Linked DNA regions of Mus musculus: region 1 is linked to region 2. Evidence: chromatin contacts called from public HiChIP or PLAC-seq data. All regions are on one chromosome and are shown on one strand. Each heading gives the region's core, a stretch centred on a gene start, on an enhancer-like site or on the middle of the called end of the contact. The rest is flanking DNA. Distances are from core to core; before and after follow the strand shown.

Region 1 (7,673 bases), core at 3,654-6,153, 140 kb before region 2:
CATAAGAAAACAGAAGCAGAATTGAGAGCATAAGTATTCAGAATTGAGAGTTCCTCTTGGAGGATTTTACCTTTGATGAGTATGAAGTGCCCCTCCTTATCTTTTTTGATGACTTTGGGTTGGAAGTCGATTTTATTAGATATTAGAATGGCTACTCCAGCTTGTTTCTTCAGACCATTTGCTTGGAAAATTGTTTTCCAGCCTTTCATTCTGAGGTAGTATCTGTCTTTTAGCAAATGCTGGCGAGGATGTGGAGAAAGAGGAACACTCCTCCACTGTTGGTGGGATTACAAGCTTGTACAACCATTCTGGAAATCAGTCTGGTGGTTCTTCAGAAAATTGGACATAGTACTACCGGAGGATCCTGCAATACCTCTCCTGGGCATATATCCAGAAGATGTCCCAACCAGTAAGAAGAACACATGCTCCACTATGTTCATAGCAGCCTTATTTATAATAGCCAGAAGCTGGAAAGAACCCAGATGCCTCTCAACAGAGGAATGGATACAGAAAATGTGGTACATTTACACAATGGAGTACTACTCAACTATTAAAAGGAATGAATTTATGAAATTCCTAGGTAAATGGACGGACCTGGAGGGCATCATCCTGAGTGAGGTAACCCAATCATAAAAGAACTCACACAATATATACTCACTGATAAGTGGATATTAGCACAGAAACTTAGAATACCCAAGATATAAGATACAATTTGTAAAACATATGAAACTCACGAAGAATGAAGACCAAAGTGTGGACACTTTGTCCCTTCTTAGAATTGGGAACAAAACACCCATGGAAGGAGTTACAGAGACACAGTTTGGAGCTGAGACGAAAGGATGGACCATCTAGAGACTGCCATATCCAGGGATCCATTCCATAATCAGCTTCCAAATGCTGACACCATTGCATACACTAGCAAGATTTTGCTGAAAGGACCCAGATATAGCTGTCTCTTGTGAGACTATGCTGGGGCCTAGCAAACACAGAAGTGGATGCTCACAGTCAGCTATTGGATGGATCACAGGGCCCCCAATGGAGAAGCTAGAGAAAGTGCCCAAGGAGCTAAAGGGATCTGCAGCCCTATAGGTGGAACAACAATATGAACTAACCAGTACCCCCCAGAGCTCATGTCTCTAGCTGCATATGTATCAGAAGATGGCCTAGTCGGCCATCAGTGGAAAGAGAGGCCCATTGGTTGTGCAAACTTTATCTGCCTCAGTGCAGGGGAACGCCAGGGCCAAGAAGTGGGAGTGGGAGGGTGGGGGAGTGGGTGGGGGAGCGTGTGGGGGACTTTTGGGATAGCATTGGAAATGTAACTGAAATAAATACCTAATCAAAAAAGAAAAGGAAAAGAAAACAGAAACAGGATATGAAATAAAATTAAGCTGAATGAGAAGAATAAAGAGTTTTTTATGTTGAGTATAAGAATGTCTGCTATGTTGTTCTCTAGATAGCTCCACATATTTGAAGTATTTCATGAGTTAAGCCGTGTTTTAAAGTTCAGTATTAACTCACATTGGTTACTGAGACATGGGAAGATCTGGGAGCCTCGTTGGCTCTGTCAGTTAAGAAGCTGGGGAAATAATGGCTGCAGTTACTCTCCCTCGGGGAGGCCCTGGGTGCAGCTTGGCCAGGACCCCCTGCTCCTCCAGGCTCTGGAGTCCGATGTGCATGAGTGGCTTCCAGTTGTGCTTCCCACAGACTGGGCGTGAGACACTGGGCAAACTGCTTTTCATTGTCAGCTTCTGCCTCTGTCAAGCTGGAAAATGTTCTCTTTAAGGCAGAGCTGTTATGGAAATTAAATATAGTCACGCATGTAACAAGTAATGTTTCCAGTCTGGAAAGTTTGAAGAGGGTTTGAGAATTCTGAAAGGTTTGAAGAGGGAAATAGATGAGTTAGGGCTTTGTTTTAGGATTGGCTATCCCGGTCATGGCAGAGAAAGAGAAGATTCATGCTGTGGTTTGAGTGGCTCCTTCCTAAATATACTTATGCCGATGCTATTTGAAGGTGGAAGCTTGAGGGAAATAAATAGATATCATGGGGACAGGTCCCTGTGATGGCATTAATGGCTTTGCAGACATAGAAAGCCAAGGTAGCAAGCTTGCTCTGCCTCACCAGACCACGCCCACTTCACTGTACGTGGGGACATTTGCACCACGCTCTCAGACTCTCCGACCTCTAGAGCTATAAACCAGATAAACTTCTGTCCTCTGTAAATTACCTAGTCCCAGCACTGCCATTTTATTATGGCAACAGACAACCAAGAAAGGCACCATCGAAGACCAGAGAACAGTTACCCAGCAGGAACCGTGGAGAGATTGTGGTGTCAGGTAAGGTTTTGTGCTGGATGGTTACTTGACATTCCTACGCATCAGCAGGAAAAGCAATGGTAGGTAATACCACACGCAGATGGGCACAGAGCGGACCGGAAATGCACAGAGCGGATAGTGGCAGTCGCTTGGGGGTTGGATCAGGAACTCAGGTTCTGTTAGGCCCAAGAGCAGAGCAGAAGCCTTCCTTACAGGGCGTGGTTAGTACCTAAGTCAGTCCTAAAGGTCTATGGTGTGACTTAACCTCCCGGAACCTACCTGCAAATAGTTCTGCACAGCTTCCTCACCTTCACAGCACAAGTGGGTGTGTTGAGTCCACTTTAGATTGATGAACGCCTTGCCTAGTAGGTTGAATCTTTTTTTGCAGACTCTTCACATTTCTCTGCTGACATTCAGCACTCTTTTGACTTACTCAATAGATCCTTTGGAAGAGCGTGCCCAAAGGCATCAGCTGCTTCCAGAGGTTTTACGGGTGTTCCACAGTCCGTGTGGTGGGCAGAGAGACCAGACACTACGACTTCTCCACATTAGATGAAACATCTTCACTTGCCCAGATCCTAAGCCTTTAGTAGTTAGGTCTTCAAACCCAAAATAACCAGGCCCTGCATTTCCCTGGGATTCCTTTCCCTTGATCTGCTTGCATTTTCTCAGTAAGATATCTCGAGTAATAGCTGTTTATGCTCATTGAGGACCAGTTTTCGTTATATCTGCAGCACGGGCAAGTGTGATATGTGGTATAATTCACAGCACATGAAACATGGATGCGGCTGAGGTCTCTAAGACTAGGTCATGGTCATAGACTGAGAAGTCCCAGGCCTGAGACAGGAAAGTAGTGTATTGCTGGGTGTGCTAGCTAAAAACAAACTGATTCTGGTGAATATTCTAGGATACCAGGGTGGGGATAGCCAAATTTGCCAGATCAATAACTTCCAGAAGTTGTATGGTTTCCTTAGCAACAAAACCACACCTGGAAAAGCTACATATGTTGGCAAAGGCCAAATACTCAGGACGAATGGAGCATGTGACCATGTTCACCATCCCTGCATCTTTCCCATCCATGCTGCAGGCTCACTTGTCTTACCATAGTGGCTTGTACTCTGTACAGAAAGCAATGAGTGTGGGGATTCTGCTAAAAACCACTACGTCTGTTTCTAAAATCAACAGTTCTGGAGCAGAGGAAATAGCTGCCTGGGTTAGGGCTGTACCACTGTGAGATGGAGCCCCCGCAAAACCCCACTGAGTACCTGGTTGCTATAAACTCTTATCCTGACAGTAAGTCATGTGCTCCAGTTATGTCCTCAGGTTTCTTTGGGGAAGATTTGGCAGTAGAAGAGATTTATTGTGTACACATGGACTGAGCAGTAGGTTTTTCCCACTCCCTTTGTGGTCACGTGGCCATGAGGCTGAAAAAGAAGCCTAGGCAAAGAATCAGTTTAGGGCTGTGGTTCCCTGCTGTGACCAAGTCCCTTCTGTAGATGCTATCCAGAGCTATTCAGTGTATGCAAATCAAGCAGAATGGGGGCTGTCCCAGAGCACCTTCAGCTTTAGGGACTCCAACTTCAAAGAGCTCTTCCCGTGCAGCATTCTGGTGAAAGCCCTGTCTCTGTTCTCCCTTAGTGACTGTGTATTGCCCATTTGGTGTCTGTCACCTCTCTGTCTCACCCAGGGATTTTCAGAGCCCACTACAGTTGCAACAGTTCCCATGTGTGGTGCATGAGTTTTCCTGGGGAGACATGAACAAATGTCTGTTTACTTTAGATAGGACACAAACAACAGATCAAAGAAAAGCAGGCTCTCCCAGTCCCCAACCAGTCTATCATGGTGAACCAGTATTTTTTGTTTGTTTGGCTGGTTGATTGAGTTTGGTTTCTTACAAGACCCTGGATTCTTTAGTCAGGGAATCTGCAGAGCAGGGGTTTCCAACCTGTGGATCGAAACCACTTTGTAGTTGAATGACCCTTTCACAGGGCCACCTAAGACCATCGGAAAACACAGATATTTACATTATGATTCATAGCAGTAGTAATATTACAGTTATGAAGTAACAGAAAAAAATTATGTTATGGTTGTGGGTCACCACAATGTGAGGAAGTCTATCAAGGGTCATAGAATTAGGAAGTCTGAGAACCACTGATCTAGAAGAACAGACCCAAGGGGATGAAATATATACACATACCATAGAGTAGTGTATTGTTGGGTGCGCTAGCTAAAAAACAGAGCCTGCTAATTCTAATGCTAATTCTGGCTAAACCAGTGGGATACAAAACTCCAAAGAGACACAGGATGACTTTATTCTTGCCCTCAAAAAAAAAAAAAAAAAACTTGCAGAGATACAAAACCAACAATATAATCTGTGTAGCTTGTATATCAAGACCATACACAATGCAAAAAATGAATGAACACGAATCTGTTTCAGTAAAATTTTACTTGCAAAAATAGGTGTGACTATATTCCCGATAAAACTTTATTCACAAAAACAGGCCATGCCAGTTTGCCAGTCCGTGTACTGCAGAAGCACAGTCCAGGAAAGAGACCGTGAGTGTAAACAGCTCATGATGGGGCATCATGGTCAAGAGATGTATACAAAAGGCTGTGGAGACAGAGGGTGTAACTGTCTGGGGAACTTGGCAGTGCCTCCTTGGCAGCATTTCTGTGGCTTGTATTTCCAGGTCACTGCCATCCAAGAACCAGGAAACTGCTTGCAGACTGACACAGGGTGGGATCTGGAGCCTGTTTCTTATCAGAACTCCCGTCTCCTTCCTGAGCTGAGCCTGTGGTGTGGGAACTGATGCCCCCACCCTCTGCCTCTTCATCCTGGACTAGCCAGCCCCTAACACCTCCTGATACCCAGCATTCCTCAGCCTTGGCAGCACAGAAACCAAACACTTGGAAGATGGTCCTGAAAGATAATTCCTTGCACGCCACAGTCAGTGACCCAGAGCATCAATCTCCTAAAGGTCGTGGGGTCTTGGTCCACACCTGAGGAGTCAGGCTACAGGGTAGATTGGAGATCTAACTCAGTACAAGCATGAAATCTATAAACAATAGAAATGACCTCACAGTGGAAGAAGCAGCTTAAGGAAGTGACAGTGTTGAGAGAAGTGACAAGACAACCACTTAAAGGATAAGCGCCAGTGTGGAAAGAAAAAAAAGTCCCGGGTTTAGAAGTCCCATTTGCCAGCTCTGTCATCCTGGAGTCTTTATTCGACCCTCTTACTGGGTTTCTTCACTCGAAAAATGGAGATCACACATCTCACAGGGCTATCGTGATGATGAAAAGTGAACAGGATCCAACTACCTGGCAAGCGCTAGCCTGGTGTGCAACTGGTTCACACCAGTTTCAGAGGGACTGTGACATCAGATTGGGTCTACAGATGACCACGTTGGACCACATTGGGTGAATAACTTTTGAGGTCTGAGGCTTACAATTCTCTGATGCATGAATCTAACAAGAATCCTTTCTTCGTTTACATGAGATTATTTCCCAGAGACCAAGGAATGCAACTTCTTTCTGTGAGATCCTTTACATTGGATACGCATGATGGGATATTTATTAACACGGAAGAATTTTACTTGGAGGGTGAGACAGATGTAGGATCTTAAAAGGCTTTAATAGTTTCCATGCATATATGTCGTTCTGCATCCCAACACAAAGTCTTTATTTCATCAAACTGAATACGATCCTGCTCTTTTAAATGCCTCTATTAATTAACAAAGCTTCTATTAAGGTTTAGGGAGAGGACCTTTAATATTTTTTGCGTGTTACCTATTTAAAAGCATATTACTCAGTGAGTTGCTATTAGGGATGGGGCACCCCTTTCTTTACGTCCTACATAAAATAAAAGCAACTGACTCTGTGGGCAAAGGGAGATCCAGTTTCTCTTTCTTAGCGCAGGTGGGAAGAATCGTAAGAGAAAATGGTCAGAACTCTTGATTTTTACTAAGTCACTTTGTGTGGAAAAACCATCAAGCTGCCACACCACTGCACTGACCAAGCACTGTCGTTCTGGCTAGCCTGAAGAAGGGGGGCTCCTGGTTGTTGCTGGACAGAACTGAAGACAGCCTGAAGGCAGACACAGAAGAGAAAGGATCCGCAAAGAACTCCTCAGGAGGGCTAGCCAGGCTCTTTGACCCCAGCTGCCCATAGGTGTAATCTTCTCAGAAGAGCCCCACCCCCACTCTTTCACCCCCTCCCCCTCCCCCTCACCCCCCACCCCCCACCCACACCCTGTACACAAATTTTTTCTCAGCCCTTGGGATTGGTTGTGCTCTGGCTTTTTTTTGTTACCCCTTGCCTTGGCATTTCTGATTTTCTTTCCTGTTGGAACGCTCAGATCTTTCCGTTGTGCACAATGCCCTTGTGCAAAAAGCCCGAATCACGCTGCCTCACACCAGGCAGCCTCCTCGTTTCCCCATCAGTGAATGCAGGTCATCCAGCAGAAGCATGGTGGCTCAGTGGAGGGGAAGGGAGGTTTACCACCCTGCCCTGCGCCCCTGGAGAGCATGTGGAAAGACTTTTCACAGAAGTCTGAAAAAGGCAGGCAGGGCTTCTCGGGAGAGTGGCCTTTGGGGCCCTTTGTAATTCTGATTTTGAGATGCTGACCCACCGGTGTGTGGCCCCACAAACAAGGCCAGAAGAGGAGCAGATGGAATAGAGAATGATTCAGAGGGGGTGTGAGGGCTGCTCAAAAACCTTTTAGAAAACATAAATGAGGAAGAAATCCTAGTCCTACTATCTGGGGTCTCAGAGTCAGGACACTGGCTGGCGTTTCATGAAGGGACAGGAATTCACTGTTACTATGCAAAAGGAACCCTGATGTAGCTGATAGACCAGGGTGTAAAGCCGGGAGACCTGCTTTGGCATCTTTAGTCCTCTCAACATCTGTGTGGCTCCAGGCCAGTGAATCTCTCTCTTCTATTAGGTCAAATAGTGAGAAGATTCATTTTGTACCTATGAACTTTAGGGCTACGGAGAGGAGCAAATGAGTTAAAGGAAAGTGCTTGTGGCTTCTGAAGTTTCTCGGGACTAGGTTGTACCATCCAGCCCTCTGATTGAATAAAGCTGATAACAAATTATGGAGAAGGTAAGAAACAACACGAGACCACCCAGTAGGGCTCTCAGGCAGGTGATGATGCTACTTCACTTGTACCAGGGATGTTTAGACAGCCTAGGCCACACCAGGGTCAAAAGCTTCAAGGGTAAGCGTTTGGTGATCTAGCTGGAGCCCTAATTACCCAGTGGCATATCACCTCACGTTTAATTTTATTTTGTGATGATAAAAACTACATACAGTGGTCATGTGACACTTGGCAAATACAAAAGGCGCAGAGAAGGAAAG
Region 2 (7,416 bases), core at 4,291-6,790:
GACACACACTTCCAACAGCCCCAGCTGTAACCATGGAGGAGACAATGTTTGAGGGCTGGCTGCTGGCATGTATTGGCAGAGCAAATACCCAGGCTTCCTCACACACCATCCCTTTTATGTACACAGGGTGTTAGGCCAGCCTCTGGGCGCCGCACTTCACGGTAACAAAGACAACAGTGCTGCCATCTCTTAGCTGTCAACAGCATGGCGGCCGCACTCGAGTCTTTGACCCAATATTTGCGCAGCCAGAGAAGGCATGTCTACTTCGAAATATTGACTTAGATTCATTACTCTCCTGAAAAAGCCAGTGCTCGGGCCCTTGGAAACTCCAGTCCCAACTACTTGATTTTATAACTATTGTCATCTTGCCTATGGCTGCCTGGGGGTCAGGGAGTTCTCTTATTGATGGTGAAGGTTGCCTGGAGTCCTCAGTAGTACAACCTGCAAAAGACCGGGGGTGGGGGTGGGGGATGGAGGAGGTGGACGGAGTGGTGGCAGCAGTGTGGTGGTGGTGGGAGGGGTGGGGTTGGGGGTGAATATGTCTACATTCTTGAAGTTCCCAGGAAATCCCCATCAAAGTCTTCCCAAGACATTTTTCGTCGTTTTGTTTGTTTGTTTTGTTTTGCTTTTTTGTTGTTGTTGTTTTTTGTTTTGCTTTTTCAAAATAAGAGAAATATGTTTATTTTTCGTAAGTGGGGAGGTGTGTTAGCCTCCATTCGTTTTTTTTTTTTTTAATTTTTTTTTTTTTTATGTTGTCCCTTTGTTTCCCAGTGAGACACTCAACCATTGACAAGTACAAGAGATTGCGTTCCACACACTCTGTTGTCAAGGGAAGTGGCTGTGCCCCTTTGTAAGCTCCAGGGTCCCCAGGCTCAGCCACGACCTGTGACCCCCCCTCTCAACATCAGCTGGAGAAAGTGAGGGGCCAGCCGGCATCAGCTGGACAAATGAGGGCCGGACACACTCACTGCCTTGGGACACTGTGCTTTGGTGAAGGGTCCCAGCTGCAGGTGCTGTGTCCCCAGGGCATCTTGGACGCCCAGTCAGGTGGCAAGGAACTGCCACAAGCTAGCTCTGAGAGAGTTTCTCTTCGCCCTCTTTCATCAAAAGACCTCTGAGGACACTCCTTGTCCTGCCCTCTCTCTGCCTCCGGGGGCCCACACAGTCGGTAAGCCCTCCATAACCATTAATTTAGCCAATTTCCTGGGCCACACCATCCCCCAGGGACCCCACTTTGGTGGGCAGCACTGGAACAAGACTCCCTGCTGTTTCCATTCCCTTTTAATTACACAGGGACAAGCTTCCTTGGGCTGACTTTGGGAGGCAAGCCCCCAGCGGGCCTGGCTGCCCTCCACCAAACAATGCACACATGTTCCGGAGAATTCCCTCCTTGCCTAATCCGGGCCGGGAAGAAAAGGGCTTTTCTTCTTGTCGTCAAAGGGGATCTTCGATGCTAAGATACCATTTTGTGTCTCAAGTCATGTCACGGGACTTCTGCCTCGGCCTCGCTGCCTGCTCTTTAGAAATGAAAGACACAGTCCTTGATTCACCTCGAGACAAGTGCCCTCCCCTCCACCCCTGAAAATAAAAGGAAACCAGGGGGCAAGAGAAGCAAGGAACGTGCCCCACCCCCCACTGTTCCTTTTGCGTCTTGGCAACCTCGGCTTTCTGGACTGTTTGCCCAAAGGATGAGTAGGGAGGGCTGAGCCTCACCTGCTGATCTCAAGGGTCATGAATATTCTTATAATCCCCGAGGAAGAAGGGTCTTTCATTAGAGGAGTCTGTCCAGGCCTTGAACACTGACACCTCCGCCAACAGCTTCTTTGCTTCCCACTTCCGCAGCCCACAGACGGATGCTGCCTTCCGGCCCCGATGTGGCTGGCTGGAGAATCGAGTTTTGACTAGGCCTTGCTATGTTCTTCTGGTCACTAGTCCATGTTTCTATTTTATAGACAAATTAAAATAAAGGAAAAGAAAGTCTGCGACTTGCAAACTGCTGCTTACAGGGTGGCTTTGAGACAGACTTGATTAGTTTCACTCACATGCTACCTCCAGTGTGGTGAGCGGAGACTTTGGAATAGCAATGTGAAATGCCAGAGAACGATTTAATACCAATACCGTACATGTAACATGTAACTATAAAGTTCTATATGAATGCTAAACTGAAAATTGGGTTTCAGGAAAAGAGAACGACAGTCTGTTGAAGGGAAGGACCCCGGTCTGAGGTGCCTTTATTCATCCTGAGGACTTCTCCAACAAAACCATCACAGAACTAAACTGACTATGTTCTGCATTCAACGTGTTTCCGGAACATCTCTGCACCAAAAATGCCCCTTTTGAATTATGCTTAAAAAGCTTGAAGCTAGATTCTTGGTAAACAGATATGTGGCAGCCCAAGTTTTCTTCAGAATCTTCAAATGCAGCCTCTGGACACAGGGCACACAACCTCAGTGGCCATCTGGTACCCACAGGGGTTCCAGAGCTGTATTGTTCACTCTTGAGCCAAGTCCCACAGGGTCTAGCACAGTACAGGAGCAACTAGAGGGGATCAGGAAAGCCCGGCAAGGGGCAGGGTGGGGCACAGCATCAGTACAGCGCAACTTGGGCTGGCTCCAGGAAGCTAGGTGCTCAGAGGTCAGGCAGGGCCTTGGCTTGGTCCAGCAGAAGTATCATCTTTGGAAAGTAGTTGCATTCAGTGTGACTGAAGGGACCATACAGGAGGTGGGCAAGGTTCCACCGATGTTTCTGGAGCCATTCTTGTTTGATTTGAAAACTTCTAGTGATTGAGACCTACATAGTATCATAATCCTAGAGAGTACTTTTGAACACTCATGCTAGATACTTGGAAAGTTATATATAACCTTACTTTCACTAAACAAACAAACAAACAACAACAACAACATACACACACCCCAGAATTTTATTTATTTATTTATTTATTTATTTATTTATTTTTAAAGATTTATTTATTTATATGTAAGTACACTGTAGCTGTCTTCAGACACTCCAGAAGAGGGAGTCAGATCTCTTTACGGATGGTTGTGAGCCACCATGTGGTTGCTGGGATTTGAACTCCGGACCTTCGGAAGAGCAGTCTGGAAGAGCAGTTGGGTGCTCTTACCCACTGAGCCATCTCACTAGCCCCTATTTTTATTTTTTTAATGAAATGAGAAAAATCAACCTTAGAGAAGCATTTGGCGTTACGTGGAGATGCAGTAGCTCCAGACTAAGCCAGTTGGGCTTCCTTGCAGGACCACAGTTCCCCATTACTCCTTTCTTGGGGGAAATGGTACTAGACACCAGAAAGCCTGGCAGTGTGCACCAGACACCGCTGCTGCAACAAAACCGCATTGCCGTGCGCTGCAGGAATTCACTTGCTGGGTAGATGCTGAATCTTCTAGAGTTTCCACAGGCTGGTACACACATGCATTCGTGGTACACACATGCATTCATGGTACACACATGCATTCAGAATGAACATTTGTTTACCTACTGTAGCAGGAAAATCAGGAGTCCCTGACTGTCATAAATCACAGCCAGGAGGGATGAAGGAGAGCCTCCTAGGTAGACTTCGACAATCCCCCTGTCTCAAGAAACTTATTATAATTATTGAACACTCTAAGAGTTTGTTGTCTACTGATATTTATCATAGTAGAGATTTAAACTGAGAAAAGCTTACATGTTAGCTTATAAAATTATATGTAAAATGACTCTTTTTTTTTTTTTTAAACAAACGTAGTAAGAAGTGCATTGTGTTTCCAGTTTTGCAATGCTCTTTAGTGTGTGGCTTGGTAACAGGGAGGCAGACTCTCTGTTTTTGCACTCCGTGGAAATGTGGTGCTTTGGTGAAACATACCATGATAATCTGGGTAAGCACATGAAGAGAACCTGGGCCTGAACTGTGATGCAATGAGAAATTTTCCAGATAACGCTGAATCTTCTGGAATATTCTATAGTACTTGAAAAGTTAGTTGCAGTGCAGAATCTGCCCCGGGTGTGTTGTAACCCCCGAATTACGGATACTAGAGAGACTTCAGTGTTGTACAGACAGTTGCCTCTGCGTTCCCCACCAGAGGCTCCCATCCTCCCTCCCCCTCCCCTAGCATTAGAATGGCACTCAACACTCCTGCTGATAAAACTCCAGGTGCCTGTCCTTGAGGCCTTAGAGAAATAACAAGCTCAAGGGAGACCATGGGGGGTGGGGGGGGAAGGTAAACAGACAGTCAGGTCACAGACAGTGAGGACTGGCTATAAAACTTGTCCTTGAGCAGATAGATACCCATTAACCCTGCTCCTGCTTCAGTGCGATCCCACCCTCTACTCCCCTTTTCTGTAAATATCCACACTATTCCTAACTATACTGTATATAAACCCAATGTTTTTGGACTCAGGGTCCCTTGTGAGTGCTAGGTGGGTGAAGCGAGTTCAAACTTGAAAATAAAAGACTCTTTGCAATTCTTGGGCTCGTCTGGGTTCCCGTGGGCTCAGGGCACAAGAGGCGCTGAGCTCCTCTGTTCCTCACCTTAGCTCCCAGTGCTTGCCTCCCTTGTGGAGATCTTTACTCAGGGCTGACTTGGTCCCATCACAGGAGCTGTTAGGAAAGCGGCTCATGCTGGTCTTCTGTGGACACACTTCCTCCTACAATGTCCACACATCACAGCGTTCCTGCCACCAACCACATCATCAGCAATACACCGAGAAGCTATTGGGCTCATGGGATTACCACTGGCAACAAATACAAAAATGTCCTTTTCTTAGGAATGGCATTTTTTGGGGGATGGAATTTCAGACAGGGTTTCTCTGTGTAGCTCTGGCTGTCGTAGAACTTGTTCTGTGGACCAGGCTGGTCTGGAACTCAGAGTTCTGCCTGTCTCTGCCTCCCAGGTGCTGGCATTAAAGGTGTGAGCCACCATGTCTGCCTTCCCCACCCCTTGCCTTATTTTTTCGAGACAGAGGTTTTCTATCTAGCCCTGGCTGTCTTGTAACTCCCTCTATAGACTAGGCTGGCCTCAAACTTAGAGAGATCTGCCTGCCTCTGTCTCCCTAGTGTTGAGATTAAAGGTGTATGCTGACACTGTCCCACATTTTGTTTTTTTTTTAAATGTATACTTTCTATTTATGTGCCTGTGTAAGTCTGTGTGTTTATATGTCACAAGTAGTGTGGGAGTGTCCTCTGCGGTTGGACGAGGGTTGTGGTCCCCTGGAGCTGGATTTACAGGTTTGGTTTTGAGCTGCCTGACATGGCTGCCTGACAGGGGCTGGGAAGCCAGGTCCTCTGAAAGAGCAGCAAGTGCTTTTAGCTGCTGAGCCACCTGCCTTGCCCCTGAAGGGTTAGTTAGTTAGTTAGTTTGTTTGTTTTTAATTATAAATTACATTTGCTTATTTACTGACTTAATGTGTGTGGGCACAAGTGTACCACAGTGCATGTGTGGAGGTCCAAGGACAATCTTCTCTGGAAGCCAGTTTTCCCTCTCTCTGCCTCGTGAGTCCTGGGGATTGAATTCAGTATGTAAGGCAGGTGCCTTTTGCGAGCTGAGTCATCTTGCCAGCCCTTGAGCTTTACTTAGTGACCAAGTGTGACTCACTAGAGTGTGTCAGTCAGGTAAAAGCCCTCAAGAGTTCCTTCATATTTTGTATGCAAGATGTTTCATGTGACTTTCCCCAATTTGTCCCCTCAGCCGCTTTTCTCCTTTGTAAAAGTTGTTCTTGAGGTGGTGGCTGCTATGACCATGCCGCTGACTGGCTCCACTCTGAGGATCCAGGGTCCTACCACTGCTGATGCTTCGACAGGAAGAGGAAAGCAAACACGGACATCACAGATTCATGTTGACCTTGGAGCACTGAAAGGATCTGGAAGACCCGGTGTCCACTGCTAAGGCACAAGAGACTCGGTATCCAAGGGGGCGGTGTCTTCTACAGAGACTCTCCTATGCAAAACGAACTAAAGTCAGAAAGGAAGGCACAATGTTCATCTTGAAATGTTTCCTATGTTGTGGATAGTCGACAGAGCACAGGGCCAGAAATTCATGCTACGCTGGAGTCAGAACCACTTTAGGAGCTGTTTGATTAAGGTTTAACCATTTCATTTGATGCTTACTTGAGAAGAGAATCGAATCTTCCCATTTCACACAATGGCTACCTTATCCACCTGGCTGGCACATCTTGAAGATTACCTGAGATAATAACTGTAAAGGCCACCTGCCAGTTAAAGGTGATTTCATTTAGAAAAGGCAGTTAGTTTCACGGGAGACCAATCAGGGCTTCTGTGAGACCGGTTAAGACTTTTGATTTTTATCAACAGAGAAAGCTATACAGAATCGGATTTTAATGGCACGCCAGGCTGGGGTGGGTAAAAAAAAATGAAGGCTAATGGTAAGAACAAAGATGCTGTATATGAATGAGCCAGTGTGTGTTGAGACAGGAAGCTGGACAGGATTGAGACAAAAAAAATGTAGAAACGGGTGAGTGGGTTGTTGATTGTACCGAGAGGGACATTATCACGTTTCTATCTGGCGCATAGCACAGTGCCTGTCTCTAAACAGTTAAGAGTCAGAGAAGGCACAGTCTAACGGAGGAGGACTGGTTGCCCTTTGGCTAGTTTAAGTATAAACCACCGGTGGGATATGCAAGCAGAGAGCTGGAGATAAGGGTTAGGAGTGTAGGGAGAAGGGGATGGATAGAACTGAGAATCTGGAGCAGATACACGGGGGTGAGGTGGACAGCTGGGGAGGAGATGCGGCTGGGGACTGCTGTCCCAGGAGCACTTGCGGACAGCACTACATGCCAGCAGCCCACTTTGCCCTTGAGAAAGAAAGCAAGGAAAAGGTGGTGGCATAAACACTCCAGGGTTTACGGAAGGGGCCTCTTCATTTTTAGGTGTGAGGACTCAAGGACACTTGAATGGCTCATTTGTCTTATTTCTGGGTCACTGGATTCAGAGTATCCAGGAGAGAGAAAGTTCACGTTTGGTAAAGAGCCCATCTGCATGGGAGGAGTGGGGGGGGGGGGGTAGCTAATGCAAGAACTACACTGAATACTCAAGTACCCTCGAAAGTAAAGGCCTCGCTCACTACCAAGGCTGTTTGTACAGAGGGCAGCCTCCTGCTTGTTGGCCATGAACTAAGAATGCCCACACATCCCATGGTGTTTGCTCTCAGGGCTGCTAATCCATGCCTCCTTAGATTCTCCCTTGGTTTCAGGCTCTTTCACCCTTTTCTAAAGTAGACAGCTGAGTTGGGGCTCTCATGGTTTCTCCTTGAGGGGAGGACTTGGCATCTCCAAGCTAGCTCCTGGGGGGGTGGAGGGGAGATGTTCATGAGGGACTGGAAACTCAGTTCTTAGCACTGGGCTCAGAACAGGTGTGCCAACGAGTAGAGGAAGCCTCTTGGGCTCCAGTGGCCCCAGGAGGCAGCTTAA

Evidence for each region. HiChIP or PLAC-seq counts read pairs in DNA pulled down with a chosen protein or histone mark.
Region 1: a contact with region 2 is called in a FOXA1 HiChIP or PLAC-seq map of pancreatic cancer cells. The contact joins two enhancer-like sites. A contact is called at or near these places in 3 of 484 Hi-C or Micro-C datasets (embryonic stem cells and nephron progenitors) and 3 of 115 datasets of contacts at active chromatin or transcription factors (embryonic stem cells and pancreatic cancer cells).

Annotation. Positions count from the first base shown.
Region 1 is chr16:29,796,776-29,804,448 of GRCm38.p6, reverse strand. No RefSeq gene overlaps it. Among named protein-coding and RNA genes, the nearest start is that of Gm46567, 13 kb to the left of the region's middle. Within about 2 kb of position 4,903, at least 33 of the 459 cell types and tissues checked have an H3K27ac peak or open chromatin away from gene starts, as enhancers often do. A contact at or near this core is called in pancreatic cancer cells, where this site is marked.
Region 2 is chr16:29,661,370-29,668,785 of GRCm38.p6, reverse strand. It overlaps a transcript of Opa1 not described here. Among named protein-coding and RNA genes, the nearest start is that of Opa1, 86 kb to the right of the region's middle. Within about 2 kb of position 5,540, at least 38 of the 459 cell types and tissues checked have an H3K27ac peak or open chromatin away from gene starts, as enhancers often do. A contact at or near this core is called in pancreatic cancer cells, where this site is marked.